2 separate regions of the Mus musculus genome follow, and region 1 is linked to region 2. Evidence: chromatin contacts called from public HiChIP or PLAC-seq data. All regions are on one chromosome and are shown on one strand. Each heading gives the region's core, a stretch centred on a gene start, on an enhancer-like site or on the middle of the called end of the contact. The rest is flanking DNA. Distances are from core to core; before and after follow the strand shown.

Evidence for each region. HiChIP or PLAC-seq counts read pairs in DNA pulled down with a chosen protein or histone mark.
Region 1: a contact with region 2 is called in an H3K27ac HiChIP or PLAC-seq map of the NIH/3T3 cell line, with 5 times the contacts expected there. The contact joins two enhancer-like sites. A contact is called at or near these places in 2 of 115 datasets of contacts at active chromatin or transcription factors (the NIH/3T3 cell line and fibro-adipogenic progenitors).

The regions. Positions count from the first base shown.
Region 1 is chr15:94,023,102-94,027,676 of GRCm38.p6, forward strand. No RefSeq gene overlaps it. Among named protein-coding and RNA genes, the nearest start is that of Gm30609, 62 kb to the left of the region's middle. Within about 2 kb of position 2,655, at least 59 of the 459 cell types and tissues checked have an H3K27ac peak or open chromatin away from gene starts, as enhancers often do. A contact at or near this core is called in the NIH/3T3 cell line, where this site is marked.
Region 2 is chr15:93,631,938-93,635,939 of GRCm38.p6, forward strand. No RefSeq gene overlaps it. Among named protein-coding and RNA genes, the nearest start is that of Gm41385, 22 kb to the left of the region's middle. Within about 2 kb of position 2,719, at least 32 of the 459 cell types and tissues checked have an H3K27ac peak or open chromatin away from gene starts, as enhancers often do. A contact at or near this core is called in the NIH/3T3 cell line, where this site is marked.

The sequences.
Region 1 (4,575 bases), core at 1,405-3,904, 390 kb after region 2:
TAAATGTGTGTGTGTGTGTTGTATATGTGTGTACACATTTTTGTGGGTTTGTATATGTTTCTATGTGACTGTATGTGTGTATATGTGTGTGGTGTATCCGTGTGTTCACGTTTATATGGGTTTATACATATGTGTATGTGTATAAATGTATGTGCAAATATGTGTGCATGTTTGTGTTGGTTTGCACATGTGTGCATGTGTAAGTTCATGTGCGTATATGTTCGTGTGTGTTTACAATGTGCATGTGTGCAAGTGTGCATGTGTGTATGTGTAAATGCATGTGTGGATTTACACATGTGCTCATATGTGCATGTGAGTATATATAAGGGCATATGCACATATTTGTGTTGGTTAGTACATGTATGCATGTGTATATGTGTGTATGTGCAAGTGCGCATGTGTGTATACATGTTTGTTTGTTTGTTTTACATGTATGCATGTGTGCATGTGTAAATGAATGTGTATACATGTTTATGTGGATTTACACTGTGAGTGAGTGCACAAACACATGCATGTGGACACCTTTCTCTATTCTTTCTACTCCTCAGTTTTTGAGACAAGGTCTCTCGCTAACCCTGGAGCTTCCTGAGTCAGACACTGGCTGGCCACCAAGCTACAGAATCTCTCTGTCCCTGCCTCTTCCGTATTTATAGTACAGACAATGTACTACTGCATTTGACTTGTGGGTCCTCTCGCTATTTGGCAGACATCTCACCAATGGAGCTCAGCCCTCAGCTCTATTTCCTAACTTTTAGAAAGTAAAAGAATTAACTACTATCGTGTAAAGGCAAAATACATTCTTCTCCCTCCTGCCTCCTGCATAGCAAGCACCAGAGAGACTGTGACACAGTGGCTCTCATCTAAATAATCCCGTCTCCTATTTAATCACACTCTTGCCAATCCCATATGCAGTATAAACATACAGAACTATGTCAAATATGGACATCTGACAATATCTAGACTTTATGAAAACTATATACATTCAACTCCACAAAATTTGGGTGGGGGGATTTAATTCAAGGGAATTTATATTCATGGAGTTCTGGGGCTCCCTACAGTTGTTTTTGACCAGAAGTGTTGCTAAAAATAACTTTCTGGGAAGCAGTTTCCATGAACCTTCATTTAATTTTGTCGTGACAACTCAGCCACAGCTCTCAATGCAAGTCTCCAGTTGGCTTCAATACAAAGGAACAGTCGTCTGCTAATCACTCAGTGGCCTCACAGGTGTTGCCTGGCAGCATGTGCAGTAGATGCTGTGTTGGAGAAGCATGTGTGGCTAGCAGCTGTAGCTGCCTATGACACTGCAGTGCTTTGAATAAGAATGGCCCCAGTAGGCTCATAGATTTAAATGCTTGGCCATTAGGGAGCAGTGCTACTTGAGAGGGATTAGGAGGCGTGGCCCTGTAGGAATAGATCTGGCCTTCTTGGAGGAAGTGAGCCACTGGGGATGGGCTTTCCGATTTCAACTGCCAGTTGCTCTCTCTTCCTGCTGCCTATGGATCTGGATATAGAACTCACTACCTCTCCAGCACTGTGTCTACCTGTGTGCTGCCATGCTTCCTGCCATAATGATAATGGATTGAACCTCTGAAAATGTAAGCCATTCCCCTTTCCTTTCTAAGAGTTGCCTGGTGTCTCTCCATGCCTGGTGTCTCTTTGTCTCGGTTTGAGAGTCAGTTATAAGATAGTACCACACAGAGTGTCCAGGGGCAAAGGTTTCCTTCTGGGAAACACTCAGTAAATACTCTTTCCCCACACAACTGGTGTCCAGCTCTTCATAGACCTCCCTCTAACTGGGCACTTAGTGATCCAGACTTGAGTTTGTTTTCTACTCCCTCCTGAGAGTATCAGCATAATCAATGTAACACAACACTATCCAGGCCAGATCACAGGGGAATCTTTCACACATCGCCTCTGGAAGCAAACATCTTGGCTCTTAATGTGAGAACCTCCTTTAGTGTTGGCAAGTTGACCGATGGGGAAGAGAACGAGAGGCCTGAGCCCTTTCAGGAGATCCCCTTATCTTGAAGGGTGAGTTTGTTTAAAATGTTAGTAGCCAGTGGAACAAAGAATTCCTTGTATGATGGAGAACCTTCCTGAATTTATTTTTCTACCAAAAGATATGTGAATTGAAGAAAACTGTCTGCGGGGAAAGTAGCATTTTTTTTTAAATTAATCACATTTTTGGATTGCTGGCATTTGCAATTAATACTACTTTTGTTTCTGCTTGTGATCCAAATGGCAGGTAGAGGTTACTTTGATTTAATTATGAGCTCTCAGCATTCTTCCCATACCACCAATTTAGGCCGTCTAGACAGTGCGGTCGCTCTATGGTGAGTGGGCTTCCCTCTGGGAATTCCTTTCTTTTGGACCATGGAAGAAGTCTCCACAGACCTTGAAAAGACTTCCCACATAAGTCTCTGTGCCCTTATACTTCAATATCTGCGATGCCACAATGCATTAATACATCTGTATCGTATTAATACTGTATTAGAGCAATGCATGGGTAATACGATATAATAAAAACAGGGCTCAAGCCTAACGTTCTCACGTGGCTCCGCAAGATGAGAAACAGCATTGTCAGTCCCAGCTCGCGGGCCTTGTGCCTGCGGAGAGGCAGAAGAGGCCTGGGGCCTGCCGTGAGCAGTATAAACCGCCATGCGGTCCACGCCAGTGCTGCTGTCCAGAGATAAAGAACGCAGACAGGCAGACTAGCTGCGCTGTGGGTCCGGAGTGTTTTCATAATTCCCAACACCCTCCTCTTTCACATTGTTGGTTTGTCATCCTCTAGTAATTGTTCATAAATCATTGCTGCAATTGCTTGTGACTCTATAACATTCCCTGCCAAAAAAAAGTATTGCAACAAATAGTTGAGAAGTTCTTTTTTTTTTTTTCTTTCTCTTTCTTCCAAAATAATTTTCTTAAAAGAATTTGGATCTTGCATTTTCAAAACGATAGGAAAAAGCATAAAGAGCGACCGGGTGTGGGGATAAGGCTTTTCCTAAAAGCCAAGTTTGCTGGAGATAATTTCATTTCCAAAGTGAAGAACACGAAGGCCCAAGCCTCAGACCCGCCTGTTTTTTCTAACCACATTTCCATTCCCTCTCCAGCCCGGCCTGGCAAAGTGCATTTCTCTGCTGTTGACTCGTCTCACAAAACCTTTCCAAAGACAGAAATCCCATAACGTTTCGGGTTAATGAATTCTATTGTGTTGTAAGGACTTTACAGGGACTAACCTAAAGCTTCTATGCTCCATTTGAAATTAATTATCCTGGACTTTCACCATCATAACTAAGAATTAAAACCAGCTGCTCACCTCTGCCTTGCCACATTCCCGCAGCACGTTGGTAGGCTTGCCTTTTCATATTTCCATGCTACGTGGGCCCAGATCCTGTGACCTTTCTTTGGGAAGACGGTTTTCCAACCCGTTCATCATTTTCATTGTGCTTCTTTGGACAGACTCCAAAGTCTCTTTCCTTGGGTGGGCCCACGGTTTTGAGATAGCAGTGGCTGAGCCGTGGAAGTCACTTCACCAGAGATATGTAGCCTGCATGCCAGGGGCCATTCTTTGTGGGGGGGGGGTGTCATACTTCATTTTAGACACGCCTGCTGTAAAAACACAGTATAGATTAAAAATAAACTGGGTAAGAGTGTTCACCTAGGCTCTCTTCCAGAAAAACACTCTAATCTATTTAAGATATGACAGGTTTCCCTAAAGTCTATGCATCTACATAGATTTCAGAGAACACCTCTTATGGACCATGAAGGGTATAGTATCCGTACATTCGTTTACTCATTTATCTTTTCATTGATTTGAGAATGTTAACCAAATGCCTGCTGTTCCCTGATATAGTCTAGAGACAAAGGAACTGGATTATTATCTTGCTCATGTAGCTGCTTTACACTGAAGAGCATTTAACAACACGGAGAGACAGTGTGTGAATAGTTTGATCACTGATGGCGGCCCTTCTCTGAGCAGCAAGTCATTTAGTATGTACTTGCTGAGGTAGCCAGCTTTCTGTCACTGTGACAGAGTACCTGAGGCAGCTGATAAATAAAGGACCAAAACCATTAATTTTGTCTCCAAGTTTTAAAGGTTCCAGTCCATGATCAGTGTGAGTCTTATAGGCTCAGGCCTGCGGCAAATATGTACATCACGGTTAGAACCTGTGTTAAGCAAAACTACACATCTCATGGTCAGAAGCCAAAGGAGACTGAGGAGGAGCCTTAGGCAAAGGGATCTCACTCAAGTGCACACTCCCAATGATTGACAGACATCCCATCAAGACACACCCCTTAAAGGCACCTCTGACTTCCTAACAGGCCCACTCTGGAAACCTAACATTTAGCATGTATGGCTGGGAAGGACACTTAAGATCGGAATTGTAGCGCTGACCTTCTCCAGATGAATTTTCTCATCTTTATCAGATGAATGCTGACAATTTTTATGTCCGTGGAGGCTGTAAAGTTTAAGTGTGTGTGTGGTGTGTGTGTGTGTGTGTTTGTGTGTGTGTGTGTGTGTGTGTGTGTGAGCGCGCGTGCTTGTGATACACATATATAATGCAACAGAGTGGC
Region 2 (4,002 bases), core at 1,469-3,968:
AGCTCATTGAGAGCAATCCCTCCACTTTTTATTTTTTGACTTGTTCCGTTCTGTTCTTCTGTGTAGCTACCCATTTCCCACTACTCCAGGGAAATGCTCAATACTGGGTGACAGGCAAAGAAGGGAGATTTAGTTAGCTCACAGTGTTGGAGATCAGCTGGCTTCTGCAGCTCTGGTGAGGGCCATGCAGCTGATAGCACCATGGCAAGAGTAGGCATGAGTGGGAGAGAGAAGATGGCGAGCCTGAGCCAGACACTGGGGTTGGGCCAGATATGATTTCTCCATAACACACTTACAGGAACTGCTCATTCCATGAGCATCAATTCCTTCCCAGGAAATACCCTCCCCTCCCCCCACCCCATGACCTCACTAAGCATTAATTACTGCTCACTAAGCATCACTACACAGCTGTTCTGTCACCTCTCAGTATCGCCCCACTGAGGGTTAAGCGTCTAGTGCTCCAACATCTTGGGAACAAAGCGTGCTCAAATCATAGCACACCCTCCGACCTTCTCCATGTGCATAACAAAGATGGCATGGTTAATGATGTCCAGTGTGCAACTGGTGGAGGCTAACAGGAAGAAGGTTTCCACCCTCTCCCACTTGGGGGAACTTTTGAAAATTTCCCAAGAAGGTGGTGCTGAGTTCTCGGGAAAATGCTGTCTTTGTAGTATTTCTCAAATCCTGGTGTGGTCTATCAGTCACTGAGAGAGTCTGTTAGCCTGCAGAAGTGGCTCTGTAATTCCTGAGTGGAACCCAGCTCATGCTTCCCTCTATCATGCCCTGAGCAGTAAGACTCTCTGTCATCGTTCACCACTTGGGAGCGAACATTCCACCAGCAAGTTGCTCTGGAGGAAATGCCGGACAAGTGGAGCCAGAACTGGCTGGCGGACCACGATCTTGGTTTAGTAAGAGGTTCGTGATACAAACCCTTTCTGAGTCGTGGTTTTATTTATTTGTTGGTTGGCTTGTTGGTTTGTGTGGTGCTAGGGATCAAAGACAAGACCCTGTGTGTAGAAGTGGAACACTTAACTAGTGAGTTGTTTTCATATGATCTTGATCTTGGAATCCTATACCTCAGACTACTGAGTAGCTGAAATGTTCCACTCTCCACATGTTTAAGTGGAGACCTCAAGTCTTCTGGCAGAATTGTTAGGCAAATGGATAGAACATTCCATCAGATGAATCTAGAACATGCTAGAACACAAACCTTTATTCGTCCCCTTGTGGATTTAATTCCTCCTGTCTGGCTACCTTTTCAAACAACACTTTATAGTCTCCCCCCCATATCTATAACAATGAGTAGTTATATTTTGTTGACCTTTCTTTGTATACATATACATCCCATATTCTTTCTTTGATATGTCTAAGCAAGAGTTTGATACCATTTTCATTAATATAAAATGGGAAACATCTGAGTAGTGATTAGTCATCATGAAGGCTTATAAATGTCACTACTGTCCTTATTTCTGACTTAGCTAGACTGTACAGAGCAATCATTCAGTAAATATTTATTCAGGTCCTGCCACTATGCTACATCTTGGTATTTCACTTAGAATACAGTAATGCTCGAGCTTTTCTCAGTCTTTGTTAGTTGCTTAACTCATTGCACTTTCTCCAATGAGTCACTCATTGGCATTTTTTTGTTTGTTTGTTTTCCCTTACGTTTTTCTGGTTTTATTCCTTCTCCCCCGTTCTCTCTTTTTTTTTGCAGTTCATTCTTCCCTTTTAGATCTACTAGATTTACTCAGCTTTCCTTCCCTAAAGATCTTGACATAACTAATTCCACACAAAGCCATTTGATTCGTAACAAAAGTCAGCTCGGAGAGCCACACCCAGCATGTGGGTAGGAGAGAAATCGGTGGCCTAAGACACGATGCTAATCTTGAAACTGGTCAGAAGGAGCTTTCGCCTTTCTTTGATGCATACTTAGACTTTTGAGAAGAAAATTCCCACCCTCAAAACAATAAATTCGAAGCTGATAGCACAGAAAAGAACAGGGAGAAAAATGTTGAAACCCGTGTATGCGTGGACAGCAAAGGGCAAGATGCAGAAAAACGGGAGTGGATCATCTAGATTTGAGACTCTCCCACGTTCACACTTGAGTTGTGTGTCAATCGTGGGGCTGTCATTTAGTCTTTAAATCACTGACCTAGAACCTGTCTTACTGGGATTGCGGGGCACTGAGAAGGCCATTGGCGCAAAAGCCGTACTCACGGTGAAGTAACTGTAGGTTGCTTCCGAAAGAGCACCCTGCAGATAGGTTTTGATAAGGTTGGTATGTTCCCCCAAGAGACCATAATTAACCACATGAAAGAAGGAATGGCTTCTTAAGCAAATGGACTTTATCCTGCCCTCCTTCCATAGTGGGAAAACACAGGAATGTTTGTAACCAAGTCTGTTGACTGGACAGTACTGAAGGAAGGCTTTTTTCATGGTGTCTAGGTCTCACCTCTTAGCTCTTGCCTGGCACCTGGCTTCTCTTACATCTTCCCAGCCTGGAAGCATCATCTGTAATTTGCACACATGAGAACCTATTGGCTTATGAGTCAGTGGGAAACAGAGGTTATCTGGTTAAAGCAGAGAAGGAAGAATTTGATTTTTCTAGCTCATGGACAGTTTTTATTCTATCAGCTGGTTTTATGGGGTGAGCAGTTGTTCAAGAAGTGAAGGTGGTAAATGTGTGTTAGGCCTTAAGCTGTGACTCACTCCGGCTCCTCAGAAGGGTTCCGAGAAGAGTCACTGGCTTGTTATACTGCTTCCTCAGAAAGATTGCTTCAGTTGGCCCACTTTGGAGCTAATAAAAAAAATAGCAAGAACAAAATGATATAAGTCTCCAGGCATTTCTAACGTGCAGCTAAGAGAGGCAGTTCTGGGGCCTTGCTGGTCCCTGGAGGCCACTGGTGTCTAATTAGACACCGGAGGTTTTCTGAAGGAAGAGAGAGAACACTCAGCTTTTCTCTGTCCCGTGGTTGTTCTTTTTTCACCTCCATTTGAAAAGTAATTAGAGATGTTTGATAGGTCAGAAAGTCCAAGAATATGTTGAGCAAAAATAATTTTGTCTTAGGCCTGAATTTTACTATACACATGTTCTAATACACATATGTACAAACACATATATGCATAATATAGTATACCCATATATGCATGTGGGAAATGTATACATACATGTAGTATCTACAATATAATGTAATATATATATATATATATATATATATATATATATATATATGTCAGATATTTCTCTGTAATAAAGCCTTCTTATATGTTATTCAGAGAAGTATTTATTTGTTGGTTCTGAAATATTCATTAAATTATCAACCTTTGGTTTTCAAATGCAGAATAAGAACTTGCTTGCTTGTTCCCATACACTTGCTGGCACTGGAGTTGGTCACTGGGGACACCTTGTGCAGGAGGTTGCCTGCCACTTTTTCCTGAATGCCCTCACTTGTCGAATGCTTGGCTCTTGTTTTCCTTGGGTTTAGTAAGAACGCCCGAGTACCGACACACGTGTTTATATTTCTTATGTTACTTTGCTTCCCATATTAGGTCCACACAGTTTTCTATTCCACCACTATTCAGGGACTACGACATTTTAGGAAGAACAGGCATAAGCCAGAACGTGTCTAATGGAGCAAAACCTGCTTGCCCAAAGATCTGGAAACCATGCTGATGGGTAACATTGAAAGACTGAAAGTGATTTGCCTGGAGGAATTACAGTATGAAGTCACAAGATCAACAGTCGATTTCCTGATGTAAATTTTTTTTTTTCTTAATACCGAGAGTTTCTGTGGTCACAAGAAAACTCACATCCTGTAGGGGTCCAGACCAGCTCCTGATGGCAGAGACCGTCTTCACCTTTCACCTACTTGCCTTGTCCTGTGTCATAATCATGACTGATGGCAGCAGCAATGATCAAAGCATTCTTTCCTGATGATTCTGAATGTGGTCTCAGAGTTTTTTTCCTCAATGTGTGCTCCAGGCAGCTACTTCTAATTGATT